Linked DNA regions of Anas platyrhynchos: region 1 is linked to region 2. The links are chromatin contacts, called in public Hi-C maps. All regions are on one chromosome and are shown on one strand. Each heading gives the region's core, a stretch centred on a gene start, on an enhancer-like site or on the middle of the called end of the contact. The rest is flanking DNA. Distances are from core to core; before and after follow the strand shown.

What was found. A called contact is a pair of places that touch in the nucleus more often than the background predicts.
Region 1: a contact with region 2 is called in a Hi-C map of small yellow follicle, with 2.0 times the contacts expected there. The contact joins two enhancer-like sites. A contact is called at or near these places in 2 of 8 Hi-C or Micro-C datasets (F1 follicle and small yellow follicle).

The regions. Positions count from the first base shown.
Region 1 is chr6:27,500,436-27,504,054 of IASCAAS_PekinDuck_T2T, reverse strand. All of the region lies in intron 3 of BTRC (beta-transducin repeat containing E3 ubiquitin protein ligase), which reads left to right. Among named protein-coding and RNA genes, the nearest start is that of BTRC, 46 kb to the left of the region's middle. Within about 2 kb of position 1,559, at least 5 of the 8 cell types and tissues checked have an H3K27ac peak or open chromatin away from gene starts, as enhancers often do. A contact at or near this core is called in F1 follicle and small yellow follicle, where this site is marked.
Region 2 is chr6:27,466,534-27,470,050 of IASCAAS_PekinDuck_T2T, reverse strand. The region is part of intron 5 of BTRC (beta-transducin repeat containing E3 ubiquitin protein ligase); the gene reads left to right. Among named protein-coding and RNA genes, the nearest start is that of DPCD, 67 kb to the right of the region's middle. Within about 2 kb of position 1,575, at least 4 of the 8 cell types and tissues checked have an H3K27ac peak or open chromatin away from gene starts, as enhancers often do. A contact at or near this core is called in F1 follicle and small yellow follicle, where this site is marked.

The DNA.
Region 1 (3,619 bases), core at 310-2,809, 34 kb before region 2:
AATCTCAGTAAATTATGATCCTGTTTTTCATTTGATTATTTGCTAATGTCTCAAGAGGGAGAATGATTATATTAGCATGCAAAATCTACTCCAGAAGTAGAAATCCGAGGTATAGCAGACCAGCGCACGATGACAATTAATCAGTTTCTGCATACTAGCATAAACGCGCAAGGCCCAGAAATGAACTCCTTTTTTTATTATTATTTCTCCTTGCTACTGATCCAAATGGTTCAGCTTGACAGAGACTTTATATTGCTTTAACAGTGTTCTGAATTGTGCCTGCAGGCAAGACATAGTTATGCAGCTATAACCAACCTATCCATCTGCCAACCAGATTGGAATTCTCCTATCCAAGGCTTCCATTAACCCCCACTGACAGCTCCAAACAGGATTAAGAATTTGAAAGCATAAAAAATAGTTGTGCTCCTCGCATAGACACACACTTCTCCCCCACCCCCAGCTCCCCGCACTCGGGAAAAAAAAAAAAAAAAAAAGAAAAAAAAAAAAAGGCTGCATCTGTACAGTTTTATAATTAGTGCCGGGCAGAAGAGCCCCAAAGAAAGCCTCCCCCAGTTGGCAGGGCTTTGATTTCCACCATGACGAGCGAGGCGGTACTAAAGGTAGCTCTGCCCAATTGGTAGTCCCTGGGAGTGCATTTATCCACGTATTATAGCTCGTTCCCAGCAGTGTTTTGCTGGGCTGCGTACACAAAATGCTGCGTGTCATCTCCCATCAAGCGCTTCAGTCTGGGGACTGCGGATGCGTTGTAGCATGGTGTGTTTAGCGGCGGAGGAGGCTTCACGGGGAGAGTTAAATAGTAATAATTTCGTAGTGGTCTTTAAGACAACCTGCCACGGAATTATATTCTGTTAATTACAGGCTGAAGTTTTAAATGCAAATCAGATTTAAAAGGCTCTCATTACAGACAGGAGCCATTTTAGGAGGAACAAACTACGGAGGGCGAAGCCCCTTTTCGCAGGAACCTCCTGCTAAAGAGAAATTGTGAAAGTTACGAGAAATAAGCTTGGGTTTGCTGCCTCCTCTTCCCAGCACTTCCAATGTCATTGTGTGACCTTGGGCAAATCAAAACCAAAAAATTTGTTTTGCCTGTCTGTGGAAACCGTGTGCGCACGTACACGTTACTGATCTCACCACGACTGATTTGGAGACTTTGGCGCTTCTCATCTTATCTTTCTCATCCTTGTTTGAAATAAAAGAGCCTTGAGTTCAATGCAAACAGTTTTGGCCAGTCTGGCTTTAGTCTGCAAAGGAAGGTTATGGGATTTTTTAGTTTTCCCTGATGAAAGAGAGTTTGTATGGCTTTTCAGCTTTCGGTCTGCGCTGGTTTTCTTTGCTCCTTTCACCCGAATAAATTCCATCATTCATCTACTATGTATCAAGCATGATTGCTGCAGATCTTTAATATTCCCGGCGAGTACACCCAAAATACCGTCTGGATACCAAGTGCTCCTTTCCGGCTCTGTGCCTGAGACGTGCGTTTCAGTAACCACGAGAGGGTGCTCGGAGCAGCTCCTCCCTTTGTCTGCCTCTCTTGTGGCAGAGAGCATCGCCCAAGTCCTGCCGAGGCAAACCTTGCTCTGACCTCGCGCATTTTTATCCCTCCTCCCACCTTGTTGAGCAAGGAGAAATATCTCGGTGCCCCGTTTCAGCCGGTTATCTCGTGCTCTTCCCGTGGCCGTGGCTAAGCGTTGCCCTGTCGAGTGTCACTCCCTTCCACGCAGCCACGGTTAGTCCTGAAATACGCAGGGTCTTGTCCCTGCCCCTGGATCGATGGCTTCCCTCTTCGTGAGAAACGAGTGGGAGTTACAAACATCTGTGCTTTTTTTTTTTAAAGTGTGATGACTTTCCAGTCATTCTGTCTTCACCGAGCGTAACTTGCTTGCCGACAAAAAGTGCACGAGCAGCGCTCCTCCGTAATGGGCTGCGCTTGGAGCTGCTGTGTTGGTGCTGTAGAGTGGGGAGACGCCAAGCTGTGAGCCACCATATGCACTTGGCAGTCTTTGTCTGGTCTTTGTTCAGCCAACCTCTTAGCCTTGCCACCTATAAAGATAATGAATGCAAAATGGTCCTCTGCTCGCTCTTAAAATCGGATGCTCGGCTTAAAGAAAAAGGAGATAACTTGATGCTTTGCGGTAGCTAGGAATTCACCATCAGATTTTTCTCCTTTTTGAGATTTTTGGAGGGAGAATCTTAAATGGTTTGAAAGGCAAGAAGGCAAGCTTTCAGTTCCATAGAAAGGATTCTTAGGAGTGGGAAAACATCTTAGCACTTGCAGTAGGGAAGGGGATGACTGCTGGAAAAGCATCCAAGAGGAATGAACAACCCCGTGAGTCCAGGAGATGCACAGCGCCCACCTCAGGTTCCTATGTTTCTCTCCCTTGGTCTTTTTCTCCAAAGCACAAAAATTAAAACCCTCTTTTGAATCCCACCATTTGCTAAATTGTATTTCATGAGTAGAAAAGAGCAGTTTTAACGTTTGCCATTCCTTTTTGGAGATATGTGATTCCAACTGGAGTGTTTTTACGATCACAGTCCTTTCTAGGCTGGATTTAATGTAATAACTTGGTCCTGGCAGGGGCCTCACATGAAAACTTCTAAAAGCTGGCCTCTTCCAGCGATTTATCAGGCCCGTTTAGGATTGATTTCCATTATAAAACCCTAGTTACAGCATCCCAGATATCACGGTGCCTTGCGAGCCCTATATCTCGTTCAGACAAACAACCAAAAAGCGTCAAAGATCAGTAGCTGGTCTGCAAGCCTCGACTTCCACCCAATCCTCTTGACCACTTGATGACATCCCAAGCGTGTGTGTGTGTTTGTTTTCCCTTCCCTGCCTTTTCCCAACAAACAGCTTACATCCCACACCTCCTGGCTGTGCCTTTTCCTCCCCTTTAGCAGAGCTGAGCTGCCTGGACCCCGGCCGATGACCGCGCTGCAGCGGGCACCCTGCTCCTCTGCTCGCCCTGCTTTGCCATGCTGCTGCTCCTCCTTTCACCAACAGACACCACTTCTGCCTCCTGAGATGCTGGGCTGGAAGCTGGATTTGGGAGAAAACAGGCAGAGCCGTGCTCTGCAAAGGCCAGGTTATTTTGGGGGCGAGGAGGCACAAGCACAAAACGCATGCTTCTGCTTGAAATCCTGCTCTCCGGAGCTTGTCTGCGAGCAACTGGAAAACCACCCTTTTCCTGGCAGAGCTCTCCCTAAGCAGTTTTTCTGTATCTCTTTAAAACCTGTTTAGTTACTCACTACTGAATGCGTGGGAATGTGGCCTAAGGCTACGAATACTGTGGTGATCAAACTGATTTTAGATGTGTATGTGGGATTCCCCCAAAGCTGGCTGTCATTACTCTGTCAGCGCAGGAGCTGAACCCGTGCAAAGAAACTGTCTGCTGGAGTAGCTGGCTTTGTCAGCGAGGACAGGGTTCCCCCCACACGCCCAGCACTTTTTAACCAAATGTTTGCTAAAGATTGTACGCGTTTGGAGATAAACAATATCCTGGCTTTACTCTAAAGCAAGGAATAATTGGCTTTAACGGTGAGGTCAACAACAAAAAGCTCCTGGAGTTCTTTCTTATTTGTGCTGAAAAAGCCCTCGTAT
Region 2 (3,517 bases), core at 326-2,825:
CTACAGCAACTCAAGAAAGCAGTGGGAGAGTTAGGAATAAAACTTGAAAGACTCGGCTCCTATTTTCCCTTCTCATTTTTCCATTGTACTGCCAGCTTTCAGTTTATCAAGAATTAATAAGTAATAACCTGTGATTAAAAAAGGCCTGACGCTCCTTCTGTCATTAGCTGTTTCTCTGTCTTCAGCATTGTGCAGAACTCAGCAGGGTTACACCTTTTGAGTTTCACTTTAGCTGAGTTACTCAATATTTAATGCTGAAGCAGAAACAGCTAATTCACAACTGGAGGCGAGCTGTCAGCTGCCTTAGGATGTTTGTCAGCTGCAAGGTAGGGTGAGGCAGCAAGACTTTTGTACGCTGGGAAACTTGAAATTTTCAACAACTTTTTCATTTAATTTCTTGCTACATTTCACGTTCTGCCCATGGCTGACATGAAAATCCTTCAACTGCTCTTAAATTACATTTTAAAACAGAGAACAGTTAATTATAGTAATCTGGGTATTTATAATCACTTAGAGAGAGAATTTCTTCTGACACTTGTTTCTCCTGAATTTCAGACAAACTAGCGGGTGTATTCTGAATTATTCATGTGGCAGCAAAAAGCAAAGCAAATAAAAAGTATGGACAACACTACCCAAGAGTGCTTTGGATGAGACCAGATAGTCACATCTTAGCATCTCTGGCTCTTCTGTTCTGAGGGTGCTAGAGGGAGCTCTAACCCCTCGATCAAAGGAGCAGGCTGTGAGTGGTGTGTCTGTCTAGCTTGGTCTCTGGTAATAAATCCTGAATTCTCTTAATATTTAATTTTATTTGGCATCAGAAAGTTGCATATGTTGTTTTTCAGGCGTGATCCCAAATTGCTTTTTCTAGATGAGAAGATGCACGTAGTATATTTTCAACTATACGAATACTAGGCTAAATACAGGCTATTGTGAACTCCCTGAAAATACAGGAAAGAAACGAGATGTATCACTGAAGTGTTTAACAAATAACATACAGTGGTAAAGTCAAATGTTCCCATATACTTGTTTTCACAGAGGACAGCAGTTCTCACCATAGAAAACCTATTTATATTTGAAGGAAAATATATTGAAAACTATTGTAAGGAAAAACTACTTCACTCAGCATGTAAGTGGGTTTCAGATGTTTAGCCAATTATTATAATAGAAATTAAAGGGTTGGTGATTATTAGATAAATTTACAATAGGATGCATCGAGGCAATGAGGCTGGAAGAGATTTATCACATGATTCACTCAACGCTGATTCCACTCTTGATGTGATAGGAAAGTAACACTCCAAAGTGGGATGAAAGGATGCAAAAATACTGGGAGGCTCCCTCCCTCCTTTACTTTGAAGGTTTTTCTGAAAGATTATTGGCAGCTGAGCGGCGAGCCAAGGAGGAATCCCTAGTGCAGTAGGCTGTGACTCGGATTCTGGGCGTGCAATTTGAGTATCAGCTGGTAGGGACCCAGTCTGCTCAGCTGTGAAACTGAATGTGCCTTGCTGAGGAGCTATTAAGGTCCGAGCTGTTTGCTTGGGGTTGCAGAGGATACTGTTTCTCGTCTTTCTTCTCTCATGTACTTTCACTTATCAACAGCGTCTGGCCTAACCCAGCCCTGTGTGATGTGTGAAGACACAGAATTCACTAGAGAATGTCCTTGGTTTCTATTTTTGCTGTCTGTTGCTCAGATAACGAATCTCTTACAGATACCAGTGAAAGAATGGACCAGCCTAGTCTTAAAATAAAAGTCATGTAAAGCTTTAAGCTGGGATGACCACCTGGGGGTCTCCAGTCTGACTGCCTGTTCAGCGGAGGATTGCCTTCAGAGCCAGCCCGATTTGCTCAGGACTTTGTCCACTTGTGCTTTTAAAATCACTCTCTTAACATCCAGAGCTTGTGCCTATTGCCTCTTTTGCTGTCATTATGCACTTCTGCAAAGATTCTGTCTCGCTTTTCTCTGTAACTTCCCCTTAGGTAGTAGAAGACTACAAGGTACCCTCGGCCTTCTCCAGGCCAAACGCATCCCGCTCCTCCAGCAGTATTAGGCATCCATGAATCACTCCAGTTTAGCAAGGTAACATTTGACTGCACGGTTAGCATAACAGCCAGTCTCAAGAGGACACTTATTAGTGGGTGAGAGTTGTGTGATTACCTTGTAGGAGGCTACAAGACAAACCTGTCAAGATTTTGGCTACAATCCACTGGCCAGCCTTGACCCTGACACCGTGTGGGAGTATTTCATGGGCTTCTCCTCTTACAGCTGCCTCTGTGGTGGCTGCTGACAGCAGGAGTGTTGGTATCAGTCAGCGTTAACTCACTAGATGTCCTCTTCTAGACCTAGCTGTGCTGGTGGAAAAGAGCACCACGCAGCCTTCATCTGGCTGCTGCAGGTTGCTGCCCTCCAGGATCTGTCAGCAGAACTGCAGATCTGCTTTCACTTAAGATGAGGTGTTTTAGCTTAGACAGTTTAAATAGCAGGTCTTTGCTAACAAGCTTATTTTGACTGAAATAGGTTAGGCAGTGCTTGTGTGGCCAACTCTGCCAGCAGATCTAAGGAGTACGTTTGTAGTGGGAGTAAGCATCTATGTGACTCTTGCAGTTCTTCTGAAAGCTGCTGCCTTTTTTTTTTTTGTTGCATATCTCTAGTATTCCCTGGAAATATCTAGTGTTCTGCTAGTTGGGAAATGGTATATGACATCCCACGTGTATACATGTATTGATGATTTGCAGTTCTGAATTGCTCGCTTGCTTTGCCTTGGCCAGGTCGTTCAGTGCTCTTGTGCCCTCTCTGTTGGTACAAAGAGCCAAGGAGGAGGCTTATGGAAAATAATACTGCTTGGAGCTGTGCTCTCTTGGTAAACTATCTTGGACGGCTTCTCCTTGATAATAAAAGCTTTACATAAACAGAACTGTAGTGTTTTGAAAATTTCAATAGTATAATTGATAATAATTGCAGGTAATAGATCTCTCAGGTCATTCTCTCCCTCTACTGGGGGGTTGTTCCCAGCGATATTTATTCACAGTTAAGCCATGTTTTGGACCACTCGAGTCCTCCTGCCTGTTCTGGCTACTTTTCTCTCTGAGATAAGGGAGTACTTGGAGCAAAAAGAAAATCAACAGTAACACCCATAAAGAGAAACTTCGCTCAGGCATTAAGTAGATCATGCTTGGGTGTTTTTAAAACAGAAGCAACTGTTCCAGAAAACTTTGAAACTGCTGCTCAGAGCATAGCTTATGCCTTTCCCTGTCATAAACGAGCCCTGTGCTGCTACTGGCCATTACCCGATGACTTTAGTAGACTGGTTCTCCAAGTGATAATGTGCATGTTCCTTCCCTCCATTAGCAGTAATAACATGTAATGGTCCCAGCAGTTCAACGCTGGTTCTGGTAACCATTCTGAGGAAGAAAGCATTTCCTTGGGTGGCTTCCAGGGAAAGTGATTTCTTATTACTGTAGGATCTGCTTTGAAACTTGCGTGCGATCGGTTTGCACCTAATAAAATGTGTGCTCTGAAATT